Linked DNA regions of Cricetulus griseus: region 1 is linked to region 2. Evidence: chromatin contacts called from public Micro-C data. All regions are on one chromosome and are shown on one strand. The core of a region is the stretch at or near the end of the contact, and the rest is flanking DNA. Distances in the headings are between cores, read along the strand shown. Region 1 holds the start of Spred1 (sprouty-related, EVH1 domain-containing protein 1). Region 2 holds the start of Fam98b (protein FAM98B).

Region 1 (3,413 bases), core at 264-2,763, 140 kb after region 2:
ACTGTGTCAACATTCTGAGAACTGGGGTAGTTGTTTGTGTGTGCGTATGTTCTAAAATTTAATCTAAAACTTCTAATTCTCCTCACTTCCCGAACTCAAAAATCTACATAAAGACAAACAAGCTTCGAATGTTTTTCTTAGGAAACCCTTTCAAGTTGTCCAAGGTGATGGATGTTTAATTATTTTTTTTATGAATGAAGTGTGCTATGCAAATGAGGGCGATTCACAAAAAAGAGAGAACATGGCGGCCACTTCTGCTTCTAGACTGCACTGACTGCAGCAATCCACCTCCTTCCACGCCCTCTCCCTCAGTGTGTGCTTTTCAAAGAGGGGGGGACGCTGCCTGGTATTTTTCTAGCTATTTTATGCTAAGCGGGCTTCGGCACTGGCCCTTAAAGCCTTCTCGAAGAGGTCTGACTTGAGGAATGTACTTTATTTAAAGGAATGCATCCTCATTTAACTCTTCATAACCCTCCAGAAACAAACAAAACTTGAACTCAATCACAAGAAAACGGACGCCAATATTCTGCCTCAAATTAACTCCCTTCTCAACAGGAAAATCTTACAGCACCATTCTTCCTCCAAGCGGCTGCTATATTTAAAAGGCACAGTGCTTCGTTTGGAAAACATAAGGACAGCCCAAATAAGCAAAAAACTTAAAGTCGCGGAATGCTCTAGATGAAACTGACAAAGTCACCAACGCGTTCGGCAATGTAAACGGTGCTTTATCACAGACGAAAGCCAGACACTAGCATTCAAAATTCCTAATTGTTCTGTTCTTAATGAGGACGAGTTCAATATTCGCCAAGGTCTAAAACAAAACAATAGCTCAACATCGCCCACACTCCAGGTGTTCTTAATCCTATTTAATTCTTAAAATGTTTCCCTAACCCTATTTTTTTTTTTTTACCAGACCAGTATAGGTCATAAGTTTAAAAAGTGGGACAGGGGGCGAAGGCTTAATCGGCAGCATTTAAGAGTCACTGAGTCATCGAATTAGGATTCGAGAGCAGTTTGCGGCAGGAGGTGCACCCACACATTAGTTTCCGAGCGAAATAGATGTAAAGGGAGATGGCTGGATGTTCAAGGTGCTGGGGGGGGGGGGGATGCAGGAGTGAAGGGCAGGCAAAGGGTAGTTTCTACTCCACTTTGAGCCACCCACATTACTCCGTCTCGGAGACGTCCGATTGCTACACCGCCTCTGCTCCGCACTCGATAGCCTTCCCCAAGCAGGGAGGCGATTGCAAAGATGGAAAGGGGTGCTGCCATGAAAGAACACAACCCGACGACACATCGGGCATCTATCACCTCCCGGGCGGGACGGGCTGGGGGGGAGGGGGCTGCCCACCAGGGCTCGCTTACTCGTTGTCAGAAGTCGCCGTCTCCTCGCTCATCTTTCCCTCACCGTGATCCGCTCAGGAGATGAAGGAGCAATAGCAGGCGGGGAAGCAGCGGCAGCGGCGGCACCGAGGGACGGCGGGCCGGCGGCGGCGGCGGCCGGCGGGGCGCGCGGGCAGCGGCTCGGGGGCCTCACCATGGTGGACGCCTCACCCGGAGCGGCGCCCCGCGAGCCGGGCAGCCCGGCCACCCCCGCAGGGGGGCGGCGGCAGTGAGCGCGGCCGTGGCGACCCCAGCGGTTCGCTGTGCCGAGGCCGGGTGCGACGCCGAGACGGCGCGGGCGGCTGCAGGCGCTGGAAGGGACGCGGCCGGCGGCTGAGGCGGTGCAGCTCTCAGGGCGCGCCGACTGGAGGGCGGCGGCGGGGGCGGGGGGCAGCCGAGCGCTGGCTGCGGGCGGCGGCGCGGTCCGCCGAGGTGCCGCGCACCATCTCCCGCCTGGCCGCCGGCTGCCCGCGCGGCGCGCCGACCCGGTCGGCCCTCAGGGGCTCCCTCAGACGCGCTCCAGCTGGGGGCCGCAGGCAGGGCGCGAAGTGGCCGTCCGAGCCCGAGGGCACAGTTCCGAGCGGCGGCGAGGAGGGCCGAGACCAGCGCAGCTCCGCGGGCCCGCTCCTCACGCCCGCGAGAGGGGAGCCGCGAGGGGGGCGGCGGAAGCTCTCACGCCGCCCGCTCCTTCCGCCGCGCGAACCGGGGGCGCCCGCGGGAGAGGCAGGCGAAGTAGTCCCTCGCGACTTCTGGGGCGCGCGGGAGCAGGCGGGCGGGCGAGCGGACGGACGTGGGGCGCGGCTGCGAGCGGGCAGCGCGGGGCCTCTGGGAGGTGGGGGAAGACCTAAAAGCCACGGCCCGCAGGCGAATCACTGCAGCTCGAGATCGTGGGCAGCATAACAAGTTTCCGAAAAGTAGTTCCCTCCTCCCCTCGCTTCCCAAATCGTCGGGCAGCGGGAGCGGGGCGAGGAGGGCGGCGGAGGGATATACCGCTGCACCGCGCGCGTGTGCGTGCGCGCGCTCCAAACTCTTGGCACGCCGCGAAAGGGGGCGGGGGGTGGGATCTGTGAGCAGAGCTGCTCCGGGACTGGCATTGTTGCGACGCGCAACTCCCCGTTACTCAGCCTGGAATGTCCAGGTTGTCTCTACAAACAGGCTGCACATCCACCGTGTGTTCGAGGAAGAAATCAGAAGGCCGCTCCGTTCTGCTCGGTGCGCGTGCACGCGCGCGCGTGTGTTGTGTTTTCCTTGCAAAGAATGGAACTGGCTTGAGTTCATCTCTAGTTAGTGGGGGTTACAGGGCAGGACTGCAAAGCGAGCTCCTCCTGCTGTCCCTCTAGTTGCATTGCTGTAGTCCCCTAGCTGCTTGCACAGGGGAGTGAGGAGAGAAAGTGTGTGTGTGTGTGTGTAGAAAGAGTTGATTTCAATACCTCGCAGCGCGATTCTCACTGCGCAAACAGCATGCAATGCAGGGCATTCATTTCTGAAAGCCCGAGTGCTTGTTAATGGAGAACGGCTTCCATTGAAGCCCGGGGTAGGCGGGTTACATGAATCTGGCGCATCCAGCGGCACAGGAAATAACTCCCGCTGCGAGTGAGGTTGCATAACTATAGCGCAGGAGATGCCTGTGTGGCACGAACGGAGGCGGAATGGTTGTTGGATAGGCAGCTGTCACGTTTGCATTGTCAGAGGACAATGTATGCAGTCATCCCAAGAGGTCCTTTTTGCATAGGAACCTTCTAGGGTTCATGGCTGGAGCCTGGGATCTTTGTGACTGAAGGACTAGGAATCTCGGGCTCTATAAATTCTATTATCTCTTCGCTATCAACGAAGTCAGCCTATATACAAGATGGCCTGGGGGACTGAATCCCAGGCGCTCCCAAGTTCCTGTCGTGTCTCCCCAGGCGGTTCTGCCCTAGGCTTCTCACTTTGTTCTCAAGTTTACTTGACCTCTAGGGAAGGAAACTTGCAGCTCCAGCCACCTTGAGGGATAGAACAATTCCAGAGGAAGAAAAAAGTGAGAGGGCCTCCCA
Region 2 (3,538 bases), core at 583-3,082:
GGACTAAAGGCATGAGCCACCACCGCCCCGCTTAACAAACATTTTATTCAAGATCAAACAAACGCAAGGTTCCATTATGCTGGGTAACAGCAAAATATGCATTATCAGAGTGTAATAAAAGTAGCACTTGGCTGGGGCGTGTGCCCTAGCCTCAGAGCCCTCTTCCAGCGGCTGAAGGAAGCAGAGGCAGACATCCACAGATATACACTGAACTGAACTCTGGAACGTAGTTGCAGAGAAGGAGGAATGAAAAGCGAAGGGGTCGGTATCAGGGTGGTGAAACCCACAGACATAGCTGGTCTGAACAAGGGGTAACACATCGACCCCAGATACTGTCTGGGAGGCCAGTACAGGACTGATCCAGACCCCTGAACATGGATGTCAATGAGGAGGCCTCTGCATTCTGGGGCGCCCCTGGTGGTGGATTAGTATTTTTCTCTGGTGTAAGAAGGGACTTTTGAGAGCCCATCCCACGTGAAGGGATACACTCTTGCCCTGGACACATGGGGAAGGGCCTAGGCCCAGCCCAGGAAGATGTGGTAGACTTTGCGGAGCCCCTGTGGAGGGCCCTACCCTGCCTGGGGAATGGAGGGTGGATGGGGTGAGGGGTGGGTCGGAGTGGGGTGGGAGGGGTGAGGGTGAGGGGAGGGAGAGGGAGAAGGGATTGACATGTGAAACAAGCTTGTTCCTAATTTGAACTAAAAAAAAAAAAAAGTAACACTTGCTAGTGGAACAAAGAAGTTTGAGGGAACAAAAGTAAGGGGGCGGGGCCTGAAGGTTTCGGACTACAGTTACCATAAAAAGAAAGTGCATGTAAAGAGGCAAACGGTGATGTAAGAGATTTGTTTTATCTACCCTCAACCGTTTGGACCTTTGCTTACATGTATGCACCCTCCTTTAAACTACTTCTTCGCGCATTTACCAAGTCAATGTTCCCTGTGAGAGACCCACTCTAGTATGCGGTCAGGAATCCATCAGTGCAGAAAGCTGACACAAAACCTGTTTTCCGGGAGCTGGATGAAGTTCACGAGACAAACATGAAAAAGGAGCAGCGCTGTGAAGAGAACCAGGATGGGAGGGAGTAATACTGCGTGTCCAGACCGCCTCATCGCAGCCACCACTGGGGTCCTCCCTCATAGCGCCTAGCGCCCAGAATTATTAAATTGCAACAGAGAGTAGATCCTTTCAGCTAATGTCGCTCTGAAAACTGTCATTTCTCCCTGCCTACCACACAAACGTGCATTCAGGAGTAGAGAAAGCTCGATACTGGGACTCGCACTCAACTAAGAGAGTCTCCAATCTAAGAAGCTGGAGTGAGTCCTCCTGAGCCCAGGGAAAGCCAAAGATTGACTGGCATGCTACAACAACGGTCCAGAGGCGACTTGCTGTGCGGTGCGGTGCGGCGCGCGCGGGCTATACATTCACACAGAAGGCCTTCGAAGCCCGGGGAGAGCCGGCCGCGAGGTGGAGGCGATGGGCAGCACAGCGGGACCCAGTCCCGCGCCAGCCTGGCCTGCTCTCGCCACAGCCGCTCGGTCCCGCCGGCTCACCAGATCGCGGGTAGCGGGAGCGCAGAGGCCTGTGCACCGCCCCACACACCGCCGGCCTGGGAGGCGCGCGCGCCCGGCGTTAGCGGCCACGCGCAGGGCCAGGGTACCTCCCCGGGGAAGCGGTCCGCGAGAACACTCACCCGAGGGCCTCCAGGGTGTCCAGTACGTCCCCCTCCATGCTACTTTGGGGCCCGAGCTCTGGCCCTCTCATGGTCGCTTGGACCAAAACTGTTCGTCACTCTAAAAATCCCGCCGGAAACAAGCGTCATCACGCCAAGGTTCCGGGGCAGGTAGCCATGGCGACCATGGAAGAGCACGTGGGACCCAGGCCTGGAAACAATCCAAGCTTGGTGCTACCAAGAACCCATGTTTGTAACAATAGACATTTTTTTTAAACATAAAAGGTATCTCTTTTCTGTTAGATCTTATCCACGTGTTAAAGTCTATCTTTTTAAGATCATGATTCAAACTTAGCTGTTGGACACTCCCCCACCTTAGATTTTTAATTTTTATTTATGGTGTATATACGTGCCATGTGTGCCAGTGCCCTGGAGGACTGCAAAGGGCATCAGATCAGGTCCTCTGGAAGCCACCAAGAGCCAACTTTCCAGTGGCTCTCCCTACACACACACACACAAACACACACACACACTCTTCCCTTTTTATAACAAGAATTCTCAAAAAAACAATAATGATCTCCAGTAGAAAATAACAGCATGTGTATAAATAAGCCCATTGAGCTAATATCTTCAGCAGTGTTCTGATGTTAATAAGAAATCAAGAGTATTATTTCTGCTGGGTGTTGGTGGCACACGCCTTTAATCACAGCACTTGGGAGGTAGAGGCAGGAAGATCTCTATGAGTTCAAGGCCAGCCTAGAGCGAGTTCTAGCACAGCCTCCAAAGCCAGAGAAACCCTGTCTCGAAAACAAAACAACAACAAAAAAGAGTATTATTTCATCATGAATGTAGAACCAAATAGATGATCAGTTGTTTTCATCTGTCCAGAATCACCTCAAATACATACTCAGATTTGTGTTGTATTGCTGATCATTTATGAATGTGTAAGTAACAAAATACCAACTGTATCTACAAATTCAGATTCAGCAGAAACACCTTAAGAAATAAAAGTACGGTCACCACACACCTTTAATCCTGGAGGCTGAGGCAGCATATCTCTGTGAGCTCAAGGCTAAGTTGGGCTATATAGTGAGCTTCAGGACAGGCAGAGCTACAAAGTGGGACACCGTCTCACAAAACAAATGAACAGCCAAGGGGGCAGGTGAAGAAGAAAAGGGAAAAAAAAGGCACAAAAAAACATCTGAGAAGCAAAAATTAGCATAAATTATTTCCAGCAGACTCATGTCAAAAGGGACCTCGGGGTTCTTTGAGTGAAAAGAAAATAATGACAGGTGAAAACACACAAGTGTAAAAAGTGATGGAAAGCACCCTTAAGAAGAGAAAAATGGGAAAAGTATTGGCTGTTTAAAACAGAAACAATAATGTCATGTGAAATTTAAAATACAGAGACTGTTGGGGGCAGAATTAACAAATAGAGTTAAGGAATTATAGCATTCATCATTATAAAATAAATAATTTATGGTAGTATACCAAGACTGTACACCAGCATCATAAACATATTCAGTAAACCATCAAACATAACAAACAACTAAGAGAAGGGGGTACAAAGCAAAATATCTATCAAAGAGGAAACAAAATGGAAAATAAAGTGTTAAACCATGATGTAAGAAAGCTGGGTAGCACTTTGGAAATCAGTATGGCAACTCCTCAAGAAAATGGGAATCAGTCTACCACAAGATCCAGCAATTCCACTCTTAGGCATATACCCAAAAGAAGCACATTCATACAACAAGAGAATCAGTCTACCACAAGATCCAGCAATTCCACTCTTAGGCATATACCCAAAAGAAGCACATTCATACAACAAGGACATCTGTTCAACAATGTCCATAGCAGCACTATTTGTAA

What was found. Hi-C and Micro-C count contacts between places; a contact is called where the count stands out from the background.
Region 1: a contact with region 2 is called in a Micro-C map of the CHO-K1 cell line, with 4 times the contacts expected there. The contact joins the promoter of Spred1 here to the promoter of Fam98b in region 2.

Annotation. Positions count from the first base shown.
Region 1 is chr6:61,432,842-61,436,254 of CriGri-PICRH-1.0, forward strand. Spred1 (sprouty-related, EVH1 domain-containing protein 1) reads right to left here and starts at 1,514. Exons shown (of 7, transcript XM_027422233.2): 1 at 1,363-1,514. The coding sequence starts at 1,394.
Region 2 is chr6:61,288,685-61,292,222 of CriGri-PICRH-1.0, forward strand. Fam98b (protein FAM98B) reads right to left here and starts at 1,833. Exons shown (of 11, transcript XM_027422232.2): 1 at 1,691-1,833. The coding sequence starts at 1,761.